2 separate regions of the Sus scrofa genome follow, and region 1 is linked to region 2. The links are chromatin contacts, called in public HiChIP or PLAC-seq maps. All regions are on one chromosome and are shown on one strand. The core of a region is the stretch at or near the end of the contact, and the rest is flanking DNA. Distances in the headings are between cores, read along the strand shown.

What was found. HiChIP or PLAC-seq counts read pairs in DNA pulled down with a chosen protein or histone mark.
Region 1: a contact with region 2 is called in an H3K27ac HiChIP or PLAC-seq map of skeletal muscle. The contact joins two enhancer-like sites. A contact is called at or near these places in 2 of 47 Hi-C or Micro-C datasets (both in skeletal muscle) and 1 of 2 datasets of contacts at active chromatin or transcription factors (skeletal muscle).

What each region holds. Positions count from the first base shown.
Region 1 is chr11:3,787,214-3,793,120 of Sscrofa11.1, forward strand. LOC100523747 (phospholipid-transporting ATPase IB) reads left to right here. Exons shown (of 37, transcript XM_021065485.1): 37 at 1,390-5,907. The coding sequence ends at 1,487. Among named protein-coding and RNA genes, the nearest start is that of SHISA2, 22 kb to the right of the region's middle. Within about 2 kb of position 3,493, at least 4 of the 83 cell types and tissues checked have an H3K27ac peak or open chromatin away from gene starts, as enhancers often do. A contact at or near this core is called in skeletal muscle, where this site is marked.
Region 2 is chr11:3,588,781-3,594,274 of Sscrofa11.1, forward strand. The region is part of intron 27 of LOC100523747 (phospholipid-transporting ATPase IB); the gene reads left to right. Among named protein-coding and RNA genes, the nearest start is that of SHISA2, 220 kb to the right of the region's middle. Within about 2 kb of position 3,666, at least 3 of the 83 cell types and tissues checked have an H3K27ac peak or open chromatin away from gene starts, as enhancers often do. A contact at or near this core is called in skeletal muscle, where this site is marked.

The DNA.
Region 1 (5,907 bases), core at 2,243-4,742, 200 kb after region 2:
TGGCTGCCCCACACCAGCTGGAGGGGCTGCTTCCCCGTGGGGGGACCCTATGGTTTGGGGGTTTGGTCTCCCTAGAAAAGCAGGGGAGCAGCTAGACCAGCGAGCCAAGGAGGCTTCTCTATTCTCCTCTGCCTTTACTCCCAAGGCCACCAGCCCCCCTGCCCCCAGCTGCCGGCAGGGGCTCCCAGGCCACATTGGCAGACAAGCCCCACCTCCTGGGGTGCCCCTCCTGTGCCCTGGGGTCCTCTCAGGCTGAAGGCATGCTCTCAGGAGCAGCTGGGAGGCCAGTCCCCGCGGGCTGGAGAGTCAGTTTACAGCCTGGCCCGTCCCCACGAGGACACTTGTACACATCGATCTTGTGAGTGTGGCTAGTCCAGAAGCTTCCTTTTTACACGAAGTGGGTAAAATCATTCAGAACCCTAGGCATCATTTCTTCCCTTTAAAGGGTATGAGGACCTGACAGCACCAGTGCTAAGTCGTAAGTACACGTGGATGGGAGGCAGGCTTTTGAGTGTGTCACTGCTTGGTGAGAAGGTGTCACCTGAACCCCTGACCCAGAAGGGGCAGTCAGCAGAGAGGGAGTCTTAGAAGTGTCCTCCTGTGGGAAGCGCCCGCTGGGAGGGACGGCCCCCGCCCCGGGCTCACGGATGCTCATGCCTCCCACCTGCCAGGGCTTGGCCCCCGGCTTCACCACCTTGGGCACATCCTGAGACACCTCGTGCCTCAGTCTCATCACCTGTGCAATGGGAAGAACACCTGCCTCCTGGGGCCATGGGCAGGAATAAACGAGCTGCGTGTGCCCAGGTCATGCCCCACTGCCCCCTTGATGGCTCTGGGACAACTGTAAACACCAGTCTTTCTGTAATGTGGCCACTTTTAATGTGGCCAATGGGGAAATCCCTCTTGACTTCATCTTGGGATCTTTCTCTTTGTTCACGCACGACTAAAGCCCCTGTAGTCTGTCACTAGTCCCGGTCCGTCCCGTTTAAACTGGACTGTTCCCAGGACAGGGCGCCCCTCACCAGCCTTTCCTGTAGCCTGTGTTTGCCTGGCATGTCTGCAGTGTCATACGTCACGCCCTGACCTGCCGCTTTGAGGGGCATCCCCAGTGCAGAGCAACTTGCCTTTGCCCTGATTGGTGGTGGCAAAGTGGGGCCTGCGGGTCAGCGACCCCCTGTCTGTGCCTCACAGGCTGGAAGCAGCGCCGGCCGCCCCCGGGCCCTGCCCGGCGCATCGCATCGTCAGCACGGCGCTGCCCTAGCTCTGCCCACTCGGCGGGGTCTGGGCCCTGGACCCCCTCCCAGGCCAGGAGGCCGGAGTGCAGACACTCGGCTGCTTCTACACCCCGCGTGCCCTCCCCCTAACCAGGCCCCTGTGCTCCTCTTCCAGACGGGTACGCCTTCTCCCAGGAGGAGCACGGAGCCGTCACCCAGGAGGCCATCGTCCGCGCCTACGACACCACCAAGCGCAAGTCCAGGAAGAAGTGAGACGCGGCGCCCGGGGTCCTGAATGCGAGGCAGTTTGGTTACCCCGCCTTTGTCAGAGGAGCCCGGTGTCTGCAGCCCAAGCACCGGAAAACACATCCCGAGGCCGTAGCCCCCCCCTCTGTTGGTCATCTGCTCCCTCGCCAGCCTGGACGCGCCCCGCAGGGGAGGCCCTGTCCCATCCGCGCTGCCGCCGCGCTTGGCCCGACCCTGGTTTCTGTTGTTACGAAGCGTTCGACTGTGCTCTGCGAGGCGTGAAATTAAAAACACGCCGTTTCACCCACATTTAAACATCAGTCCCCGTGGTTCTGGGAGAAAGAGAAGAGTTTTATGGCGCGTGAGAAACGCAGCCCGGGGACCGGAGCGGGGCGCGCAGGCTTCCTGGTTGCTGATCACAGATGGGAGTCCGCGGGCAGCACGCACACGGCCCGCGAGGCGGGCTGCTGGTTCGCTTTGATTCCCGCTTTGTTTGTATGAATTGGCATAAACTTGATTGCAGTGAAATCACAAAAATAGGTATCTGGGTGGTAGGCCTGAGAACGATTCTGTGAACCGCTCAGTCACATTCCCTGCTTGGGGGGGGCACATGGTGTCCCCACTGTCCCCTGCACCCTGCGCCCTGGTCAGGTGCCTCCTGGCCCGGCGCCCCGCCCTCAGACCCCCCCCCACACACAGGCCGGCCCTGCGCTTGGTGCGTGGCAGCTGCGGGGACCCCCCAGACGCACACCCTCCTCCTCCTCCTTCTGCAGCCCCCAGAGGGACACGGACGCGAGAAATCCCCTCGCCTCTGCCTGGAGCCGCATGGCCCTCCTGCGTCTCTGTCCCTTTCTGACAAGGGAAGCCTGCACGTCAGGCTCGCATTTCTGGCCCCCAGGCCCTGGGACCTGGGCTCCCGCTTCAATTAGAACCCAGGCTTGTTGGCCCAGGAGCTGAGCACACGTTTCGGATCCGGAGTGAATCTGCAGCATGTCTCCCCACGAAGGCACAGCCCTGACCCTGTGTCCCCCTGGGATGTGAGGAGGAGTGACCAGGTGGGTGGCGAGGGCCCGAGGGCGGGGAGGGGACACGGGCGAGGAAGCTGGAGCCACAGCCGCAAAGGAGGGCGCTTTCCCGCACACCTCCCCGCAGAAACCTTCGAGTCAAACCGGACGCCCAGACAGCCTCGCCCTCAGCCCACGGCGACCTTGGACGCGCGGTTCCCCGGGAACAGAGCGCCACGCTCTTGGAGGCCACGGCCTCTCTGACCTTGACCGGTGTTCCCTCCTCCCCCGTCAGCGCTGGAGGCCGGCGGCTCTCCGGACACAGGGGCCCTGAATCCAAGACGGCGACGGGGGCGCTGCCTCGCCGACTCCCCAGGGCGGAGCCCCGCGGTCCAAGCTCGAGGGAACGCGGCTGCCTGCCGGCGGGAGGGCAGCACCTGCCGCAGGCCCTCTGCTCCCGCTGCGGTCGCCACCCCCGATTCTTGGCCGCTTGAACGCACGTGCTTCTGGGCAGCCGTGGCCGGCTCCCACCGCCCATTTCCTCCGGGGAGGGCCCGGCTGTACGAAGAAGGAAAACAGCAGGCCTTCGGCGTCCTCCCGACCCCGCTGCCCCTGGGAACACCCGCGTCTTCCGGGGCGTGGGGATGACTTGGGGCGTGATGTGCGCTGCCTGAGGACAGGAACCCCTCACTCCCGAGGTCACCCGGACCCAGGGAGGCTCCGGGGCCCACAGACCAAGGCAGGGAAGTGCAGGGCCCCCCTCCCCGAGCTGTAGGACACGTGAGACACCGGAGCACCCGCAGGATGAGTGGTCGGGGGTGAGGGTCATGCAGCCGTCACAGCGACACGTGCTCCTGCGGTCAACCCAGCGAAGCCGGGCGGGGTCTTCCCCGCACCCGCGGAAGGGTGCCGGCCTAGGTGCAGAGCGGCCGCGGGGAAAGCTCCACACTGAGCTCCGTTGGGCACCCTCACCACTTGGCTTCCCCCGGGAACCAAGCCCAGCTGGAGAAGGGGCTCCAAAGTCAGTCCTCCGTCCCACACTTGGCTCCTTGCACGGGAAGCCTCCAGGCTCAGATGTGTGAATCCCAGCGTGTGTGTGCGCACGCGCGCCTGCTTGGGGCTTTGGGGGGTTTATTTTACACATTCAAATGTAGTTCGGATCCTTCAGAGGTTGCAGTGTAGTTCCCAGTTCTTTTGAGAAGGAGACTAAACAGACTTTGCCGCCGGGAGAGGTGCGCAGAGAAGAGCGCGTTCCTCGGATGCCTTTCTCCTCGCCTGGATCAAGCGCGTTCATAGCCACGTGACTAAGGTTTCTAGCAGGAGCACCTGTCACTCCGTGTGACGCCTGATATGTAGCTGGGGCTGTCTCGGTTGTCCTATCTTTAAATTGAGGTCAGGGTGTCACACACAAGCCCTCTCGGGGGAGCAGGGTGGACAGGATTGAGTTGCACTCTGTCAGCTCCGTGGAGATGCCACATGGCACTTGTCACTCAGTCACACGGTGACACAGGGGCTGGCAGGTCGGCCCTGCGGGGCCCGGCTCCGCATTGGGCTCAAGAGAAAGATTCCACTCAGGCCCAGCCCTGGGCTAGTGCTGCAGAGACGGCCGACTCTCGCTGGAGTGTGTCGCCGTCAGGCTGACCCTGCAGAAGAGTTGCCTCTCGGCGCTCCCGGCCGTGAGCCCGTCGGGCTCCAGCACAGGCAGGAGGCTTCAGCAAGGACAGGGAACGGAAGGCAGGGAGAGGAAGTCGGCCACGTCTGCTGGGCTCTCTGGGTCAGCATGTCATTGCCATTCCGGACACTGTGTCATCATTCTGGGTGTCGGTGAAATGTCTGGCCCATCTGTAGGCGGAACATCCCAGGCTTCTGAACCAGTGTCACAGTCTCCCATCTCCCGACTCCCTCGCACAACCTGTGCTTTGGAAAAAGACAGTCTCTCTAACACTTGGAGTCTGGGCTTCAGCAGATCACAGGTGGGAATTCTGGCCTTTTCTTTTTGCTGACAAGGCTTCAGGTCTGGCTGCAGGGAGCTGGCAGTGGCAATCTATGATTGCTTGTCAAGAAAAAGTGAATAAGGAAAACAAAGGGAGCATAATTAACGTCTGAAACGCTATGGACAGGTGGTAGAGACTTTACGGTTGAGGCTGCTTTGGGTTTTTTGGGTTTTTTTTGTAAGAAACTCTATAATTTCCATTTGTCATAACAATGACCCTTCATCTTTTTTTTGAGCCACGTGGAAGCATATTTTCCATCCGATTCCTGCTCCTAGAGATTGATGTCTTAAGGTGACGGGTTGAAGAGAATGTTTGCAAACACTGCTGCAGGATATGGCTGTCTTTAGTTTTGGACAAGCCAAAGAACGACACCCATGGCAGCCAGGGTTTGAATGAACGCTGAAGGTCATTGTCTCAAAGGAATTCAAGGACTGGTTTAGCCTCAGCATTCAGAACGCAGCCTTGGACCTACTGGGATCCATACAAAATTGTGACCCAACTGTGGTGCAGCAGAGCCTGAAATAATAGCGTGCGTGGCGAAGCAGTGAGTTTATCACAGGTCAGGCTAGAGGAGGGAGTCTCCCATTCAATGCTTTCTTCAGGCAGATGCTTCCGTGAGAAAACCGAAGAGTGATGGAGACGGAGGAAATAAGGCGTCCCCTCCAGAACAAGAGGGGCGTCGCGGAGCGGCTGGCCCAGGGCAGTTCTTGGTCCTGGAAGCCTGGGGGAGGCCCTGCAGCCTCAGGCGAGCCATCTCTCCCCCTTGAAGAGCCATATGCCACGTCAGGGCCCCCGAACCCGTGCGACGGCACACGAATCCGTCTTCCCAGCAGGAACACAGGCTCGTGCATTAGCTTTCTCAGCATCGCAAACCCACCAGCCTCTTGCGCAAGAGCTTCCGTTCACGCCAGGCCCCCACTCGTGCTCCGTGCGAAGCGCTCTCGGTTTGCTGGTCTGAACGAGTTGCGACGGGGACCTTTTCCGTGGGAAGAAAGGCCCTGCGCACACAAGGCCCTGAGTGGGAACAGCGAAGGGGGGAGCACCCCCGTTTCCCCACCCCAAGCGGCCCCCACGGCTGCTCCTCCACCGAGCACCTCTGCTCCCCGGACGGACAGGGAACAAAAGAGCGATTCTTCCCACACCCAGGCCGGCTCGTTTTCAAGCGACTGTCTCTCCCCCCAGGCGCCTCAGAGACACCCACTCCCAGGCATTGGACCAAGAAAAACAAGCCCCTGCCATCCGCCCCCTACACCCTGGCTTTTCTCCTGATCTGGCCAAAAAAAGAAAGGGGACCTGTGCGTGGAGAGTCGGGCACAAGTGTCAGGTGGCTTTGATTTATGACAGGAAGAGGAAGGAGGAGTTCAAGGACCGGCGCTGTCCAAATAACCCGCCCAGGAAACGCAGGGCTCAAGAGAGCCCATCGAGTGCCCTTCAGAGGCCAGCGCCGTA
Region 2 (5,494 bases), core at 2,416-4,915:
TTAAGGATCTGGTGTTCTCACTGCTATGTTGTGGGTTGCTGCTGTGGCACAAGTTCCATCCATGACCTGGGAACTTCCGCATGCTGTAGGTGTAGCCAAAAAACCCCTCCAATTAAATGCTGTTTGTGGCCCTATTTCTCTGAGGGCGCAGCCTGCCGAGGGCTAGGCTAGGAAGGACTTGGCATGCTTGCGGGCAGGTGGGATTGCTCTTAGCCAGCTGGAGGAGGGAGTGTTCCGTGCGTGTGTCTGTGTTGGGGCAGGAAAAGGAATGGATTAGCAAAGGCACAGAGACGGGGATCCCGGAGTGGCCAGAGGAGGGGCCTGCAAACCAGACAGGAGCTTTGTAGCCGTCAGAAGCTGGGATGCCTTTTTCATGCTGGAATAGGCAAGTGACATGTCAAAGTGATTTCAGAAAATTTATCTATGAGTATGTCCAGCAGACAGTGAGCAGAGACCGTGAATGTAATTTTGTACTTTTAACCTGGGGCATAAATCATGGCCTTATGTAACCATCTCCCACGATAACCTAGAAGCAGTCAGGAAAGACGGATTTGGAAAAATGCTTTGATTTTTGACAACAGGAAGAATCTACCTAGAACTCAAAAGGGTGGGGGTGGGGTGGGAAGAAAGGGCTCCTACGAATATCTGGGGTCCTGACAGGACCACTCCATGGAAATTTCTCAAGAAAAAGGGTCAATTAGATTCTGTAAGGTTCCTACACCGTGGAACCAACTAGCCACTGGTCCTTCAGAATATCCTGCGCACAGAGTGCATGTTCAAGCCTGGCAGCACCAGCATTCAGAGCATTTCCTAGGTGTGTGTTTGCCTGCAGGCTTTCTGAAGCCCCAAGAAAAGGTTATTTGGAATGGATGAAACTTTAATGATAAAATTCAAGTCAAAAAATAATAGGAAAGTCACTTGTGATGAACCTTTTTTTCTAGAACTTAGGATGTGGCTGTCGTGTAAACTTTGGTATAACATAAAGAAACTGGGCCAAATGTGTGTGATTGGGTCACTTTGTTGTAGGACAGACCTTGACAAAACATGGTACGTCCACTGTACTTTAAGAGTAGTAATAATAAAAAAAGAAAATAGGCCAGATTGTCTTTGAGGTAGAGAGGAGACTTGGAAATTAGGATAGTTGTGTGTTGATGGTCCCTGATACAGAGAATAACCATAGCACATAGATATGGGTGTGAACAAAATCGGAATTTTATACTGTTTAGAGTGTCTGCTTATTTTTGGCAACACATATAAGAATGTACATGTTTTCTTGGGGTCCTTAAGCTGGGATACGGGCCAGGGAATGGGGTGCATATTAACCTGGAAATACTATCACTGAATGAGAAATAGAGATTTAAACCATATCAGGTTGGAGCCCAGATGAAACCTAAGCAATTTCGTGGAAAGCCAGCTAGAATTTGTCAGCACTTGAGAATCCTAAAACACACAGGCGAACAAAAGGCCTGCCCTCCGGAATATCGTGGGGTATGAGAAATAGCTTATTTACCAGAGTTTCATTTTCTGTGTCCTCAAACTAAAACGGCAGCATGAATTATGGTTCTTATGTAAACCGCCACTCTAGTCCAAAAAATTCTCACTAGGGAAGTATTTGAATTTATTTTTTCTGGAAACATGCAGATTCTTTTTAGCCATTTTACATTTTTAATTTTTTTTTAAACCAGTGGACCTCTGAGAAGTTTTGTTCTTCTCTCCTGTTTTCTGGTCCTGGTTGTTGGAAAATAGCTCTACCTAAATTGCTCGCAGGCCTCCTCTGTTTGATTTGCTATCCGGCCGTCGTCTTGCTGGGCAGCCCGAGTCAGGGATGTCAGTGTGCAGATGGTGGGGGTTTGGTCTGCCTTCCAAGCTGCTGTCCACTTCCCGGTGGTAACCCGGACTGCGGTGTAGACAGTGAAGGACGCACTCGCTTTGGGTAGATGTTGCTTTCACTGTTAGAATCAACGGAGAGGCGAGGCTTTCCATCGTCAGAAGTCTGTGCAGTAACTTTTCCCCCTTCCGGATGATAACACATGGTTAAAGACCAGCGTTGCGGTGGCTGTGCTGTAGGTCCCACCGCTGTGGGTTCCCCAGCCTGGAAACTTCCATATGCCGTGAGTGTGGCCATAAAAAAAAAATAATAATAATAAAAGGATTTCATTCTGGACACAAAAGAAATCTCTTTATGGTGAAAGATAAAATTCCTGATAGCTAAGCTTTCCTTTGCTGGCCCAGGCATCCACCCTGTCAGAGGTGGTTCTGTTTCCTGATTTTAGATGCATCATTTCAGGGGCCGTGTTGGCAGCCACGAGCTTAACGTGAGCGTGTTAATAGGTAACGGTCAACTGAACTGCTGGGTCTCGATTTGTCGTCAAATGGGACCCCATTCATGTTCTAGTAAAAGCTTTCATCAGGTATCGGCAGGCAGAAGGCTAAGACCTGGGGCCCTGGGACACGTGTAGCCCAATTTCCCATGTATGGGGCGGGGGTCGGGGGAAGGGGTGCGGCACAGCCCGAGGGGCATGCCGAGGTCACATGGCTCTGAGCACAGGCCCGGTGCCAGGCCATTCTGAATGCACGGCCACCTGCAGAGTCCGTGGTTTCCTGGGTGGTTCCTGTTTTGTGCCGATAGTTATCCAGCATAATTTTAATATGTTGAAAGGAAAGCCATTTCATGAGTGACGTCCCATTGGACAGCTGGGAAATGGAAGTTAAGTGGAAATGGAAGCATTCTGGGTGGGACTTTCCTTGTGCCGTGATCTTCACTCTCTTGGAGCGCTCTTGGGTCGTGGGATCCAGGTCAAGAAGACAGAGCCCTGGCTCCCAGAGGGCATGAGCAGGTGCAGAAAAGAACTCCTGGCATGCAGTTCCCTGCCGGGTGCTGGCTCCCAGGGTGGTGTTTGCAATGAGATGTATTAGACGTGGTGCTTCACAGCCGGGGAAAATGGGGGCCTTGGGTTCCAGGGTGAAGGGGGGTGAGACCTGGAGGAGGAGGAGGTGATCAGGTGCGGGGTCAGGCCAGTGTGCCAGGGAGAGCCACGCCTGCCTCCCCGCCCCACCCTCTGTGTCTGCCAGCTCCGTGATGTCAGGATTTAGTGGCCACGTGAACAACAGGGGAAAAGTGGCTTTGCTGGGGTTTGGCATTTCGGTAGGAAGGTGGCTGCGGAATGAGTTTGGTGGGTGCTTGGGAACCGTCTCGAAGCCGAGTTGGTTGCTGCCTGTCCTTGGAGCAGGGAGTTTGTTGGCAGAAGGCGAGGCAGTGGGTGACGGGCAGGAGCAGCCGCAGATCCCGAGAAGGCCTCACAGTCTGGAGGGACACCCCGCCAGATACCCGATCACTCTGAACTTTACAAAAATAGACTCACTGCCTTTTACGGGTGACAGTATATGCTTTTTTAATGATGTTTTTGCAGCTGCTTTGCCTAAAAGACTGGTTACAGAGATCCAACCTTCTTAAAAAAAAAAAAGCATTGAGGCATTGATGTTTGAAAAATTGAGTCTCTAACTCCATAAAATGTTTAAACCTCCCTGGAATAAAAAAAAGGGGGGGCGGAGGGCACAAGTCCAAAAACAAAATTGCTGCAAAGGACTCATGGGCCCCATGTGAACCTGGAAAGGCCCTCATGTGCGTTCCTCCAGATGCCTGCACTTGCCCTCCACGTGGTGCTGCGGCGAAAAAACAGTCCAGACCCAGCAAGGGGTCAGGTTCATCTCGCCTGCAGTAAAGCTGCAGGTTCCAGCTTCCTTCCTAAAGACCTTCCTTTAGGGGAATACGCCGCCCCGGGTGCTTGGTCCGAGCCCCAAATCGGTGGTGACTTTCTGGGCTGGACCTACAACCAGATAATCCATTGTGCACAATTCGGTAGAGGCCCCCGGTAAGAATCTACTGGGCCTTTTGAGTTTCGGGGTTTTTAAGAAGAGAAGATAACTTAAGTAGCACGTTGCATTATTTCTCTTGCCTTTTAGGAAAGGCCTTTCTGGTCTAACTTAAATCTTTCCTGGTGCTCATTTTACACAGAGAAGTATACCCTCCAGGTGTTAGAAGATAAATTCATTTGGCATGGTGTTTAATCTCATCTTTGGAGAAGCACGAAGGATAATTCTGATTGTGTTCTTTAAACACATGGCTACTTACATCGCCTTTGATTTCAATTGAAATTCTCAAATGGATTTCCACTCTCGTGAGGTTGATTTTACACCTTAGATTTTTTTTTTTCCTACTGGTTTTTCCTGCCTTTTAATGCTGTGTGTGTTGCTCTCCTGTATTTTCTCCTGCCCTGACTCTTGCCAGCAGAGACCAGGTTTCTTAAAGCTTTTGAAATCAGATTTCCTTTGACGTGCATGGTGAATTTGGAGGCGGCGTCTGGGCACAGATCCCCTGGAGGCGCCTGCCTGTCTGTGTCCATCTCTCTACACCAGGGAGCATCATGCAGAGCAGGTGGCTCTCTGTGACCTTTGATGAGAGTGCTAGAAAGTCCAAGAGCAGGATGGTGGCGTCAGGTACAGGATGAAGAAGAGATAAGGTGACACCAGAAAAAGCACCTTTTGCAGCAGATGAAGGTGGAGGTCACAGGAAGAAAGGGAATTGATCGATGACTCCAGTGGCAGAAAATTATGTGTTAAGTTCCTTTTCACATTCTTTTCTATTATCAGTTATTATGAGACACTGCGTATAGTTTCCTGTGCCGCACTGCAGGTTCTTGTTCCTTATCTGTGTGTACAGTAGTGTGTATGCGTTAATCCCCAATTCTTCATTTGTCCCTCCCCCTGCCTTTCCCCTTTGGGAACCATAATTTTGTTTTCTGTCTCCGTGAGTCTGTTTCTGTTTTGTAAATAAGTTCATTGTGTCCTATTTTAGCTTCCACATATAAATGATATCATATGATATTTGTCTTTCTCTGTGTGACTGACTTCACTTAGTATGAGAATCTCTAGGTCCATCCATGTTGCTGCAAATGGCATTATTTCTTTCTTTTTTATGGTCGAGTAGTATTCTATTGTATTATATGCACCACGTCTTCTTGATCCTTTCATGTGTCAGTGGACATTTAGGTTGCTTCTGTGTCTTGGCTATTGTAAATAGTGCTGCAGTGAACATTGGGGTGCAAGGATCTTTCTGAATTAGACTTTTCATCTTTTCCTGATACATGCACAGGATCGAGATAGTTGGCTCATAGTTTTAAAATACCTTTTTATAAACAAGTAAAATGTATTTATGATAATGCAATTCTTCTTTCTTTTGCTTGGACTTGAGACTTTTTTTTAGCTTTGACTTGTAGTGAAAATAGCTCCTATTAATAAGTATCACATCATGGAGTTCTTGCTGTGGTGCAGGGGTTAAGAATCAACTACAGGGGCTCAGGTCACTGTGGAGGTGCAGGTTCAATCCCCGGCCCCATGCACTGGGTTAAAGCATCTGGTGTTGTTGCAGCTGCAGTGTAGGTTACAGCTTGGATTCAGTCCCTGGCCTGGGAACTTCCATATGCTGTGGGTGCAG